Regions from separate parts of the Mus musculus genome. Here all the other regions are linked to region 1. Evidence: chromatin contacts called from public promoter capture Hi-C data. All regions are on one chromosome and are shown on one strand. Each heading gives the region's core, a stretch centred on a gene start, on an enhancer-like site or on the middle of the called end of the contact. The rest is flanking DNA. Distances are from core to core; before and after follow the strand shown. Region 1 has its middle 16 kb from the start of Gm32681. Region 2 overlaps Alg9 (asparagine-linked glycosylation 9 (alpha 1,2 mannosyltransferase)). Region 3 overlaps Alg9 (asparagine-linked glycosylation 9 (alpha 1,2 mannosyltransferase)). Region 4 overlaps Ppp2r1b (protein phosphatase 2, regulatory subunit A, beta).

Region 1 (3,283 bases), core at 261-2,760:
CTATGTGACTAGAAATGTAACAGGAAGTACTGATTCCAAGATGTTGAAGTTCAACAATTAGGTTCAGAAAACATCTGCTAAGCTATTTTTCTTTTCTCTCATGCCCGAATTCACAATTTTCACAATTGTTAAATACTGAAGAGAGATATATGATATGTTTTTAATTTTTTTCAACTCTTGTTGTACTTGACCAAACACTCCTGAAAATACTATGAAGCAATTCTGAACATCAAGAAGCTAGACAGAAGGTAGCTTTGTGGATGGGGTCAGGAGTCTTGGATTATGACTTGGGCCTTCCACTTATAGGTAGTAATAATTGTTAAGTTGCTCAATTTAGTTTGTACCTCCGTTTCCTTATTTTTGAAAAGATGATCACTAACTCAGTGGGTAAATGGATGATGTAAATTTATAGATACTCCATCTTAGTATACATACTTTTCAAGTGGAGAGGTTACAAATCACATTGACTTAAACTATTCCACTGATTATCTGCAGATGACAGACTTTGGAAAGATCTCAGGCAGGCCGCGGCAGGTAAGACCTACTGGGTTTTGGAGAGCCTCACACATCACAACACAATGCTTCAAACACACACACTGTCAAGGGATGTGTAAGTTCCTCTCTTGTTCAGGCGTTCATTACCAGCACAGCATGGCCATAAAAATGAAGTATCCATTCTTTAACACTGTTTAGGCCTCTGGAGAATATTTTTCCACACTTCTTGTTTTATGTCCTCAACACAGCAGGTGGCTACATCTGTGTGCTATAAAGGTTTGTGAGTTGTTCTATTTCCAAAGTCCCACTCCACTTTGATGTGTAGAGAGCATTTGAGTGATGAAAGTGCTTTGACAGATGCAAAAACAAATTAACCAATTTTTCAAACCTTCTCAATAAAAATGAATAGGTTTTTTTCCCTTTTTAAGGGAAAATTTTTCATAGCAGTGAGTATACTTAAGATTTATTTTGCTTTTGTTCTTTGTACATGGCGACAAGAATAATTTATAATGTTAAATAACTCATTTTTCTTTTTTAAAATTTATTTTTATATGTGTGTATGTGTGTGTGCATCGTATGGGTGACTGCCACATGTGTGAGGGTGCCCCCTGAGGATTGATCCCTTGGAGTTGGGATTACAGGTAGCTGTGAGATGTCTGATATGAATTTGGGGAACCAAACTTGGTTCTCTGGAAGAACAGCAAACATTCTTAACTGCTAAACCATGTCTCTAGCTTCCATGTTTTTCTTAAATTGTAAACATAAAGGCATATTAGTCTCCTCATGCTGTCATAACTACCCAAAATTGGATGGTTTAAACAATTGAAATTTATTTTTACACAATTCCAAAGGCTGGAAATCCAAGGTCAAGGCATCAAGGACTGTTTTTTGCTGAAGCCCGACTCACTTGCTTTTAGCTGGCACCTCCTTCCTCATGTGACCTTTCCTCTGTGCACTATAGAATGCTCCAGTTTCACTTCCTCAAACAAAGATGACAGTCCTGTTGAGTTAGAGCCCTATCCCTGTGATCTCAGTAAACCTTACCTACTTTCCATCTACATATCAGTCACACTAGATGGAGGTTACAGCTCCAGCAAAGGAATTGTGGGAGAAGTCAGTCTGTAGCTAACTTAAAGAAGAAACATCATAACAATTTCTTTGCATTGGCAAGTAGAGGATAATAAATTTTGAGGACTTAATTTATCATTAGAAACTGCCTAATAACACTTAATTCAGTTTTTAAAAAATGTTTATTTAAGGATTTTAAATTTAATATTTTGATATTCATTTTAATTTGTTTTTTCCTTTTTTAAAAAAATCTTGATGTATAGCCCCAGGCTGGCTTCAAATATAATTGAGTTAACCTTCCTTAAACTAATTATATAATCTAGTGGGAGGTGAACTTGAAGTCCTCCTGGGTTTGACACCACACCCATCTTCTATTTTGTATTTTTATTTTAATAAATGCTTTTGCTGAATATTTTGGATGAGCTGTAACTTTTAAAACAATATATGGAGAATAATTTCACATTAAAAGTTTATATTTAGATACATACATATACACATGTGCTCATAAACACACAACTGTACATATGAACATGCACAGATGCCCACACACGTTTTTTTACATTTAGTTTAGTTTACATTTTTAATGAAAATATACAGTTTTATACAGTTTGACCCCCCCTTACATTTTACTATTTTATATCATTACTATTTATAAAGCACAGATTATATCACGCTCTTAATTATAACAGCTTACTGGTTTTGCCAAAATAAGAGCAAGGATATTAAATGCTCCATACGTATTGGTTGGATGGGTAGTGTATTTTCTATTTAAGAGTATGATTCTACTTCAGAGAATAGTGGGAGAGATTTTTCTCAAGTGGGGAGTATGAAGGATCATGATTTCAAGGCTTTTGCTAAATACAGTGCACCTTCTGCTATAACATTTTCCCTTTTATATTTGTAATTCCTTAAGAAAAACAGACTGTGAGAGCTGAACAAATACTTAAGACATATTTGGTAAAAACTGTATTAAGAATTTAGCTTTTGGTCACTTACTCAGGGCTATATGTGCAAAGATATATGAACTTGCTCTCTCTCTCTCCCTCTCTCTCTCTCTCTCTCTCTCTCTCTCTCTGTGTGTGTGTGTGTGTGTGTGTGTGTGTGGTGTATGCCGCTTGCATTTTTCTCTCTCTGTATTTCAGTGGAAAAGATTAAGAAGCACTGGGAAAACTAGTAAACAACTGCCGAGGACAAGAAAAGTTCAGATTAGAGTTTCTAGGGAGGGCCTGGAAGGAAATTCCAGAATGACTCCTCCAGTGGTGAGGAATGGGGCATATGCTGGTGTAATTGTCGGGTTTGCCTCTGAGAGTAACACAGGCAAAGGAAGCAAATGACGTGTTCTGGTTGTGCTCACATGCTATTTTTGAGACAGGTCTTGTGTAGCCCAGACTGATCCTGAACGTCTGCTCTTCATGCTTCTGCCCCCTAAGTGTTGGGGTTACAGATATGTATAACCGAGTCTTGTTCTATGCAGTCCTGGGGATCAAACCCAGGACGTTGTCCAAGCTAGGCAAGTACTCCACCAACTGAGACACTCAAGCAGCCCCATTCTCTTCTTGTGTGCCTATTAACGGAGTCATTTTTCTTCACTGACAGGCTCCATCTTAGCCTGTTTTCTAGTGTATACTTGTTCTGTTTCAGCATTACAATATGCAGCAAGACAATATACAAGTCAACAGACAGCTGTTAGACTCTCCACTGTGCTCTGGCTGCCTTGACT
Region 2 (3,283 bases), core at 200-2,699, 230 kb before region 1:
GTGCCCACCATTTGTTGTTCGTAAGCTGACGTGATGCCTCCTAGGGGTCTGATGGCGCCCGCTTAGAGTTGACTGGCAGGCAGTGCTGTCCTGCAGCCTCTGCTCTTGCTTACCCTGGCTTCTTGGTGCTAGTGTGACATTTGTAAGAAGATCTATTATTTAGGTCCCACTGTCGTATAAAATTATAGGCCTTTGCAAAACAGGTTTCCCATCATTCAGTCTATGGATTAATAAACATGATTCCTTCTTTTAGCCTCTTTGAAGACTCCCTTAGCTCATTTGAGTGGAAGGAACAGAGGCACTTTGCCTACACAGGGAGACCCTGCTGCCAGCCTGCTACAGAGTCCTCTTGTGTCCCCTCCCCCCAAATGCTCAGCTTGCCAACCTGAGGTGCATTTTCTTGCACTGTCAACTTGGACCTAGCCTTGTGAGCATCAGCATGGTAAAGCCTGAGATGAAAGCTGCCACTCTTAGGGCATGCAAGCCATTGAATATGGGGGACACCCGCTAGCCGAATTAAAAGTCACCTTTTTATTTTATTTTTTGTTCCTTTTTTCCTTTTTTTTGTTTTTTTTTTGTCTTTTGTTATTTTATTTATTTATTTATTTATTTATTTATTTTGGGTTTTTTGTTTTGTTTTGTTTTGGTCAGTTGACCTTTCTTCAGTTTTGGCTTATTCCCCAGTGCTTGCTCCATCCTTCAGGGAAGTAAGCCTATTAGGAAATGTGCACAGACTAGCTGAGAGCTTGATAAATGAACACACGAAGATCACATAGAAGGTATGGTATAGTAAGCGATGGTAGCGACAGTTGCTCAAAATGGGGGTGCTTGCCAAGACAGCACCTGTATGAGCAAGCACCAGAGAGAAGGCAGCTTCCCTCCTCCGATGCTTAGCATCGTCATGGCTGCACAGAGAAGGAAGGCCCCCATCTTCTCTGGCTGGTCTCTTTTCTCCACAGGCCTAGATTTCTAGACTTTTGTTAAGAAATATAATGAGTCAAAGGTTGCCCTGTCTTCTTATTGCGGGAGAGAGTGGATAGTCACCTCTCAGAAAGCTGGGTCCTAAAGGATTTAGTTTAGAAAAAATGCTCCTACTAATTGAAACCCAGAGAAGACATTTCTCCAGAGGGTTTATTTAACTTAGAGACATGGGGAAGACAAGATTAAAGATGTCCTGAATGACCTGCTGGAGACAGACTTCCATTCCTACCGTTTAGCTGTCTGTGAGCAGGAGTGAACTTTCCCCAGAGGTGGCCCACAATTGAAGCGGGCCCTTCCTCAGTGAGCCCTCCCATTCCTCCAAGTGTTGCTGGCATTATGATTTTAGTCTCTGACCTTATTTTTGCTGTGCAAGCCACAAAGCGTTAGGTTTTTGAGTGTTCTCTGCCTCCTGATTACCTTTTTAAGCAATGCTGATTGCAGGGAATTGCTGTGGCGCAAGACGGATGTCACAACACACACTGATTAAAGCCCACACGTGTCATTCACTGCCTGATTGAAGCAATCATACAGGGGGAAAAGCAGAGAGGAAAACAGCTCATGTGCAGGGAGGGAGCTAGTTCTTACCACTTAGGCTTAAGGATTTTGAATTACAGAATAAAAACTAGTGAGAATGAGATTTGTTTCAGCCATTTTGCTTCTTTCTGTGTCCTTTGAGTTCTGAGCAGGACCTGGGTCTCTGATCTAATCTGTAGCCAAGGTTGGGGGAGTGGAGCTGGCGAGGCTGGAAAGATGGCTCAGTGGCTAAGAGTGTCTGCTGCCCTCATAGAGGCAACTAAGTTTGGTTTCCTGGTACCAAGTCAGGCAGGTTATAACTACGTGTACCTTCAGTTCTAGGGTGGGCAATCTCAACCTTCCTAATGCTCTGACCCTTTAATACATGTTGTGTATTATGCATGTGGTATAAAATTATTTTCCTTGCTACTTCATAACTGGAATTTTTGCTAATATTATGAATTGTAATGTTAGTCTCTGAAATGCAGGATACCTGTTATGACCCCCATGAAAGCATCATTCGGCTCCCAGGTTGAGAACCACTGCTCCAGGCATCTGATGCCTTCTTTGGCTTTTATAAGCACCTGCACATACATACACATAAAATACACACACACACACACACACACACACACACACAAAATTAAGCTGTTGATTTTTATTAAATATATATGTAATTATGGTGTGTGTATCTGGTTCTACGAAGACTAAACCCAGGGCTTCATGAATGCTAGGCAAATACCCTACCACTCAACTTATCCCTAACCCTGGCCATGAGTTATTCCCTCTTACGAAATACATGGTATCTTATATGTGTATAAAATAGTAATTGAACTTCTCAAGGGGTTACATAGCTCCAAGTAAGTTTATCTATTGGCTTTGATCATTTGGCCTACATATTGAATGCAGAACTTGAAGCCCCAGTTAAAATTCCAATGATTTTTTTTTTTTTTTGTTTCCTATAGCTCTGTGCTCTTAAGCTACCACTATTAGAGAACGTGTTTGTCCCATGTGGGTGTGGCGTTTGGGAGTAGGCACTGCAAATAGCCATTTGAGTTTGTAGGTGCCATCGTAACAGAATACTTGAGACGAGGTAATGAAGAGCATAGACTCACTTCTCCTTCTGGAGGCTGGGAGTCCAGTATGAAAGCTCTCGTATGTTCAAGCCTGCTGGTGCACTGGCACCGCATCACTGTATCCTTTAGAGGACAATTGTGCATCCTCTATGGTAGAGGAGATGATGGGAATAAAGTGAAATAGTCCAAGCCCAATGGTACACATCTATAGCGTCTTCACCAGTCTGCCCTTCCGTCTTCTGCTCTTGTGCTTCCTGTGCACAGCGGAGCACCAGGGAGAGCACAGGCTTATGGGTTTCCATTTAGTTGAGTGTTGGCTTGTCAGTGTTGCTTGAGCAGGAGAGTAAGGAAGTTACATGTGCTGTGACAGTGCTGAAGGCATCACTAATGATTTCCCATCCGTTTCCCTCAGGTACAGAACCATGGTATTTCTATTTAATCAATGGATTTCTGAACTTCAATGTTGCCTTTGCTTTGGCTCTTCTGGTTTTGCCACTGACTTTCCTTATGGAGTACCTGCTGCAGAGGTTCCATGGTGAGCGAGCCGCGTAAGATACGCTTGGTTTGTGGGAGGAGGAAGCAAGCAGCAGGTTGTGTGGAAATCTGCTTCTTTTAGTTTCCATTTTCTCTCTGTGGGAATGGCTGAGTGTCTGAGATTGCAGTCTGCATTTATAGATTATATAAACCCATGTTAAAGTTTGGTTAATTGTTTG
Region 3 (3,283 bases), core at 296-2,795, 200 kb before region 1:
CCATTGCTGTTAGGACTCAGCCTTGGAAGACTTCTCCCTCATCCTGCTGCTGGTGGGAAGCAAGCCCCAGCCATGCTCAAGGGATGAAGAGTTGTATGGACATGTTATAAAATCTCCTCAGCTTCTCTAATGCCGTTCTCCTCCTGAACTATTTTTCAATTCAAAGATTTCTGACTAGACGGAACGGGGCAGCCCTGAAGGCCATTTCCCCTTCCTCCCCAGATGGACAGGAGACCACATCCTGGGCAGGCAGGCTTTGATGCACAGTGCAGATGCTATCTGGTCTTTAGGGAAGAATCCGTTGAATCAGTTTCTCCACATGACCAGCGAGTGGTGGGCTCTAGTGCTTTTTCTGTATGCCAGGCACTGTGGTGCCTCGCCTCCCTCACTGGTGCCGAGGAGAAACAGGAACGGCAGAATTCATGTCCTGTTACACTGTCAGCTCACTGCTCTCACAGTCTTTCATTCTCTGTCAGCTTCTGCCTGCTGTCTCCCCTTCAGCTCCTGCCCCTCCCCATTTCCCCCAAATACTTTTCTCAGATCTCCATCTAACATAGCTACCCTTGGCCAGATTTGGCTTCAAACTCCTTGCATGTTGCCTAATGTCTTAGTTCCCTAATCATTCAAATCTGCTGACATTTAGGAAGAGCAAATTGAACAAACCTTTTAATCCTTGTGGAGTCCAGCAAGCTCTGCTTTCTGTTGTTGTGGAAAGACATCTCCACATCTCCTCACTGAGCCAGTGCTGTAGACGGACGAGGAGATTCAGTGCTTCAGGTTGGCCCTGGCTTTAAGCTAATGGACCAAGCAACTGACAAGCAACTGACATCATCAGTTTTGTTCCAGCTTCTTTATGATTCTCAGCATATTAGAGGCTCTTAAATATATGACTTGGTGGGCTTTACAGTCTTTTTATTATTTTTACATTTTTATTACTTATTTTTTTATTATCTGTGTGTGAATGCATGAATGCATGTATGTATGTGTACGCACTGAGATTTGCAGGTGGTTGTGAGCCTCCTGTTATAGATGCTGGGAACCGAACACCAGCTCCCCAGAAGAGCAGCAAGTCCTCCTCGCTGCTGGGCCATCTCTCTAGCCCCTAGATTTACTTTCTTAGAGCTGGATTTATGTAATGGTGAAAAGGAGGCAGGAGCAAGGTAAGGGTCTTGTCAGAAGCCTGAACCTTAGTGAAAGAAAAACTGTTGCGGCGAAGTATACTTGTTATTTATTTCAAACTTTAAAGCTTGCCAGAGTCTTTTTCTTGAGATGGTTTCCAGTGCTCTTCTGCCACATGGATAAAGCCCAGATAAGGTTCTGAGGAGCAGGACTGAGCCTGCGAGACACTGTCGTGTGCTGCCTGTATCCCTCATTCACTACCAGATGGGAAAAGACTGAAGAGCACTTCCCCCAACCCTTGGCAGGACCGCAGGTCAGAAGGCTCCAGTTGCCTAACAGCAAGTCTTTCCCAACCCCACTGTTCTGAACGTTGGCTAAAGGTGACTGGTGCAGAAGCTAGGGTGTTATGCCAGATGCTGTACACGTCAGGAGCATGAGTCCCTACATACCCATGCCTGTGCTTCAGTAGACTTCTGACCTAGCCACCTCACAGCTCCTTGGAGGTCACTCTGAGTGGTCAGCACGGTGGCCCGAGTGCTGGATAGACTGCTGAAAGTTAAGTGTTATACCAGTCACATGGGTCAGGGCGACTTGGCAAACTCTGTGAACTAGAACCCGACAGGTCATTTGGCCTCTAGAATGCCATTGCTTTTGTTAACATGGGCACTCTGAATCAGCTGTGCCGCCATCCCATGGGCCACTGTAGCTCCCTCCCTCCTTCCTCCCACACTGTGTAGTTTCCTGCTTTGCTCTGCTCTGCCTCATGGATTTAGGACTAAAATGTTTGAGAAGAAAACAGAACCTGTTTTTGCTTTTGAAGCTCCGTTTCCTTGTGGAGGTGAGCATTGGATGCTAGGGGAGCAGACTAGATCATCTGATTTGAGAGGCTGGCCTTTTCTTCCACGTGTAGACTCAGGAGTGTTTTCCACGGGAGAGTTCTAAAAGCTGGAGATGCAGCATTGTGTCCTGTCCCTAGGCGGGCCCTCCAGCAAGTACAGCATGTTAGCCATGCTCCTGTGTCCACGCTTGTGAAATAGGGGTGTGAATTATCTCTGGAGTGCTTACTGACTATAAAGCAATGTCCTCACCCCGTGTCCCCCCCAAAGGCTGTTAAAGCACCCTTATGTTTGCCCATACAAGCCTTTTGAAAGTTAGCAGTGCTCAGTAAAGGATAGGTTGAGTATAACTGAACGTGAAGGAAAACCCAGATTGTCTTTAGAGCTAAAGGTGCTTTGAAGGGCCAGTTCTGCACTGAGAGGTATAGAAAACATCTCACCGAAAATTGCACTACATGGAAGAGACAGCAAAGAGCAGTTCCAGGAAGTACTCAGTGGGGCTGAACCAGCAAGGCTAAATGTGGTTTTAATGTTTGAGTGAGGGAATTAGTGGCTGGATGGACAGACAGACAGGTAGAAATGGGAGGGAAACCCATTGAGTGCAGTCTAAGCAAATTGACTCAGTATTTCCACTTGCACCGGCTGGTGGTTTCGGGGGAGACTAGCTGCCAGTCTTCTGCTCATGTCAGCAAGTACAGACTTAAGTCTCCACAGCAGGGTGCTCTCAGACCCCGATAAATGGGATGGTCATTGAATCAGAGCACATTCTGAGCTGTCAGCTAGTTATGCTGCTTGGACATGTTTTGTGCATAGCTGATCCATTCCAGCATTGCTTAAGAGCCTCTCTTACTGGGGTAGAGTGTTTGGGTTTCTATGATGGTGACACCTATCTTACATCTTGTTCCTTACTGATTCAGTTATAGTCAACCTACTATCCTTTGTTGAACAACTCTAATGTTCAGCGCTTGTGTTCTTTCAGGTCACAAGGCCTGTGGCATTTCCTTACAGGCCTTGTGGCATGAACTTTGATAGGTTTTCGTTTTGTCTTAGTTTGTGATCATGTGATTTATGTTTCCACATGTGTGAATGTGTGCATATATGCAGACTCCATCTTCCAGTGCTTAGCTGTTCTTCTTCAGAAACAACGTAGTCTAACAAGTCGTCTTATCAGTTAAAGCTGCTTCAGATCCTAATGGTGGAGAAACTGTCATAGTTAGGGATTCCCTTCTTTCTGAGTCAGAACAGATGAAAGAAGGAAGAAATGTAGAACAGCAGCTAGTGTCAGACCAGGGGAACTCCAGCCAACTTGTTCTAAAAACCGAGTCAGA
Region 4 (3,283 bases), core at 223-2,722, 150 kb before region 1:
ATGTGTAAGTAGCGTGCCTGTATGTGTAAGTAGCGTGCCTGTATGTGTAAGGAGTGTGCCTGTATGTGTAAGGAGCGTGCCTGTATGTGTAAGTAGCGTGCCTGTATGTGTAAGTAGCGTGCCTGTATGTGTAAGTAGCGTGCCTGTATGTGTAAGGAGTGTGCCTGTATGTGTAAGGGGCGTGTCTGTATGTGCAAGGTAAGGAGCGTGCCTGTATGTGTAAGGAGCGTGTCTGTATGTGTAAGGAGTGTGTCTGTGTAAGTAGTGTATCTGTATGTGAGTTTGTGCTTGTGCTCGGGTGTACTCTTGGAGGCCAAAGAGGGCATCGGATCCTGCTTGGGAGCTGGAATTGTTGTTGTGAGCCCTCTGGCTTAGGTACTGAGGGCTGAAATCCAGTCTTCTGTAAGAGCAGTATATATTTTCTTAACCACTAAGGCATCTCCCCATCCAAGAGACTTTTTTATTTAACCAAGTTTACTTTGGGTGTAAGTAGCCCTGTCAGTGGTGTTCCCAGAGACCTTTCTGTTACTTCCTTTGAAAGCAATTAAGGATTAAGACTGGCCTTTTTCTGTCCTTCAAATTAGGAAGGCCTGTTAAGGTTCCAGTCTTCCACAAGTTGAGAAATGACAGCTGTTCTGTGTAGGTGGTGGCTCTATGTGACTTAAGCATCCCGCCTCCTGAGTTCCTTCCAGCTTGGGAGTTAGCAGGTTGGAGTTCATGGACTGCAGGATCCCTGATGCATTGGGTGGCTGGCAGCTGAGAGCGGGCCTTTGCCATGGGCTTCCTCCCAGCTTTTGTAGTTTCGGTTAGATTTTTATAATTTGAAGAAGAGTGATGTTTTGCACCGTAGGTGGTATACAGTGAGTGGTGAGCAGGTTTCTTGGGAACTATCCCTTTATCCCTCCCTGGCATGAAGCTTCTCTGCTGTAAGACTTGAGGAGTCTGGAGAAGCTGGGGGGAGGGTATGAAGGTTGGGTTTCTGTCCGTGGGCAGTGTGACAAGAAGGCAGGGGGGCCAAGCAGTGGTGGCGCATGCCTTTAATCCTAGCACTTGGGAGGCAGAGACAGGTGGATTTCTGAGTTCCAGGCTAGCCTGGTCTACAGAGTGAGTTCCAGGACAGCCAGGGCTACACAGAGAAACCTTGTCTTGAAAAACAAAACAAACAAACAAACAAAAAAGAAGGCAGGGCTCAGTGAGGGAAAGTTAAGTGGTGGGTACCTCATAAATTTATCTTTTATAGGATAAAGATACGTATCCAGTCAAAGTTAGTGAGAACTGATAGAATTAGATATGTAAAGAAACCTTTCAGATCAGCCTAACCTTGAAGGGAAAGACAGACACAGACAAAACAAGGAGTGAGAACTTGGGAAAGGCTTGCATTCCTCTGAAAACAGAATTGAGAGGTGCTAGAGACACAGTAGGCCTCTGGCCAAGTAGAGTTGAGTGCAGTTGAGGTCTTGGTCAAAGCTCAGTCTCTGGGTACTGTGGCACTGGAACCCTGCCACATGGCCTTGTAGTAAGACTGATCATTCAAAACCAGTAGCTAGGAGCAAAACACAGGTGCTGCCCTTAGCTCCCCTTTACGTCCGTGTGTGTGTGTGTGTGTGTGTGTGTGTGTGCATACATGCGAGTATTCTGTCTTCTTATATGTCTACAGGACAGAAGAGGGCATCAGATTCCATTATAGATGGTTGTAAGCAACTGTGTGGTTACTAGGAATTGAACCCAGGACCTGTAGAAGAGCAGCCAGTGCTCTTAACCATTGAGCCGTCTCTCCAGCTTCATTAGCTCTACTTTAAAGGAAGAATGGAGGAGAGGTCTGGAGCACAAATTATGTACGAGATGAAAAAGAGCTCGTGTGTGTGTGTGTGTGTGTGTGTGTGTGTGTGTGTGTGTGTGTAAGGCACTTCTGGGCATCTTGGTGTGTGTTTCTCTGCTGACTGAAGTCTGAGCATGGGCTGTGCGAGTAGAGCTCCTTGTCTCCTGTCTCTGTGTTTTCCGTTCTTAGTCTTTAGAGCAGGATTTGAGTTGGGGAAAGTTGGCTCTCATCTCTCTGGAAGCTTGCAGGATTGCCAAGGATTGGGGCCTTGGCTTGGGGGGTTTGTGCTTGCCAGGTGAGAGGAGGAGGAGGAACCAGTAACCCGATCGTTCACCTTGATTTGTTATCTAAGTCCAAGGTTTGAGTCTTACTGAGTCTGAAGTGAAGGCACCAGACCTTTCTGTGTTCAGGCCTGCACAGAATGACTAATTTTGGGGGTATAATAACCCAGACTTCATTGTTTAGTTTTATGATGTCGTTGATAAATTATTTTGAATGGGATTATTATGTGTTGGTGCAGGCACATGTATCAGCTTGTCTTAATTAACACAAGCATTTTCAGTGGGGAACAACTGTGATTTGCAGCTGTGTAGGTGACAATGGTGACCTGTGTAGGATTTCTTCAATATTTTTCTCAGCTGCTTTCTGATGCCACTTGAATAATCTTGCTAAAATCTCTTTAGATGCTTTTGAAACCTGTTTGTGTTAGAAATGCTCTGTGGTCAGGGCTGTCCCTCAAGTCTCATGGGTTTGGCTCATTCCCTTGGCCCTCACGCTCCTCGCTGCAGCTGCACCCAGAGCTCCTCCCAGTTGCCAAAGGCCATGCACCTCTCTCCTCCTAGAGTCCCTTCTTTCCACTCAGCCTTCTCTGTTCAGTGCTGTATGTGACGATTGGTCCTCTGCCATGTGACTCTCTGAGAGCCTAGTTTTCATTCCCTGATAAGAGTATTTGGTCTTTGAGGGAAGGCATCTGCTGTCTCCTTCTGTAGCACATACTACTAGCAGGCAGCTGGGTTTACTAATTGATGATGCATAGACCAAGTCCCTCCCATCCTTTTCCTTGGTTGACATGGACATTTAGAACTGCATTAGGTGTGCCTCAGTGTGATTATCATGTAAGCTACAGTAGGCTTGCCCAGAGTTTGTTTTGGGTGTGTGTGCTGTGGGTGAAGTAGATGGTGTGTAAAGCAAGCATCCTCTTGGACTCTCCTACAGTCTATGCCATTCGGGAGGCAGCCACCAACAACCTCATGAAGTTAGTCCAGAAGTTCGGTACAGAGTGGGCCCAGAATACCATTGTCCCTAAAGTGTTGGTAATGGCAAATGACCCTAACTACTTACACAGAATGACCACGCTCTTCTGCATTAATGTAAGTATTACATGTGTTACTGCTCAGCTTGGGCGTTTTGTTTTATTTTTGTTTTTTTGGTTATTCACGTTCTAAATTTCTGTGTGAGCTATCT

The links. Capture Hi-C pulls out chosen DNA fragments and counts their contacts.
Region 2: a contact with region 1 is called in a promoter capture Hi-C map of adipose tissue. The contact joins two enhancer-like sites. A contact is called at or near these places in 19 of 39 promoter capture datasets (the 3T3-L1 cell line, 3T3-L1-derived adipocytes, the C10 cell line and 13 more), 35 of 484 Hi-C or Micro-C datasets (the AML12 cell line, B cells, CD4 T cells and 25 more), 4 of 115 datasets of contacts at active chromatin or transcription factors (the HPC-7 cell line, fetal liver, microglia and 1 more) and 3 of 9 other capture datasets (adipose tissue, liver and pancreatic islet).
Region 3: a contact with region 1 is called in a promoter capture Hi-C map of adipose tissue. The contact joins two enhancer-like sites. A contact is called at or near these places in 16 of 39 promoter capture datasets (the C10 cell line, the HPC-7 cell line, cranial neural crest and 9 more), 59 of 484 Hi-C or Micro-C datasets (the C2C12 cell line, CD4 T cells, CD8 T cells and 37 more), 10 of 115 datasets of contacts at active chromatin or transcription factors (the HPC-7 cell line, Th17 cells, acute myeloid leukemia and 6 more) and 3 of 9 other capture datasets (adipose tissue, liver and pancreatic islet).
Region 4: a promoter capture Hi-C map of adipose tissue shows a contact between it and region 1. The contact joins two enhancer-like sites. A contact is called at or near these places in 6 of 39 promoter capture datasets (the C10 cell line, the HPC-7 cell line, embryonic stem cells and 3 more), 1 of 484 Hi-C or Micro-C datasets (liver), 4 of 115 datasets of contacts at active chromatin or transcription factors (the 230-238 cell line, the HPC-7 cell line, embryonic basal ganglia and 1 more) and 3 of 9 other capture datasets (adipose tissue, liver and pancreatic islet).

The regions. Positions count from the first base shown.
Region 1 is chr9:51,028,896-51,032,178 of GRCm38.p6, forward strand. No RefSeq gene overlaps it. Among named protein-coding and RNA genes, the nearest start is that of Gm32681, 16 kb to the right of the region's middle. Within about 2 kb of position 1,511, at least 61 of the 459 cell types and tissues checked have an H3K27ac peak or open chromatin away from gene starts, as enhancers often do. A contact at or near this core is called in acute myeloid leukemia, adipose tissue and bone marrow, where this site is marked.
Region 2 is chr9:50,797,137-50,800,419 of GRCm38.p6, forward strand. Alg9 (asparagine-linked glycosylation 9 (alpha 1,2 mannosyltransferase)) reads left to right here. Exons shown (of 15, transcript NM_133981.2): 9 at 2,983-3,105. Among named protein-coding and RNA genes, the nearest start is that of Gm38476, 23 kb to the left of the region's middle. Within about 2 kb of position 1,450, at least 16 of the 459 cell types and tissues checked have an H3K27ac peak or open chromatin away from gene starts, as enhancers often do. A contact at or near this core is called in adipose tissue, where this site is marked.
Region 3 is chr9:50,833,721-50,837,003 of GRCm38.p6, forward strand. The region is part of intron 14 of Alg9 (asparagine-linked glycosylation 9 (alpha 1,2 mannosyltransferase)); the gene reads left to right. Among named protein-coding and RNA genes, the nearest start is that of Ppp2r1b, 22 kb to the right of the region's middle. Within about 2 kb of position 1,546, at least 71 of the 459 cell types and tissues checked have an H3K27ac peak or open chromatin away from gene starts, as enhancers often do. A contact at or near this core is called in acute myeloid leukemia, adipose tissue and bone marrow, where this site is marked.
Region 4 is chr9:50,875,004-50,878,286 of GRCm38.p6, forward strand. Ppp2r1b (protein phosphatase 2, regulatory subunit A, beta) reads left to right here. Exons shown (of 15, transcript NM_028614.3): 12 at 3,035-3,189. Among named protein-coding and RNA genes, the nearest start is that of Gm25558, 11 kb to the right of the region's middle. Within about 2 kb of position 1,473, at least 12 of the 459 cell types and tissues checked have an H3K27ac peak or open chromatin away from gene starts, as enhancers often do. A contact at or near this core is called in adipose tissue, where this site is marked.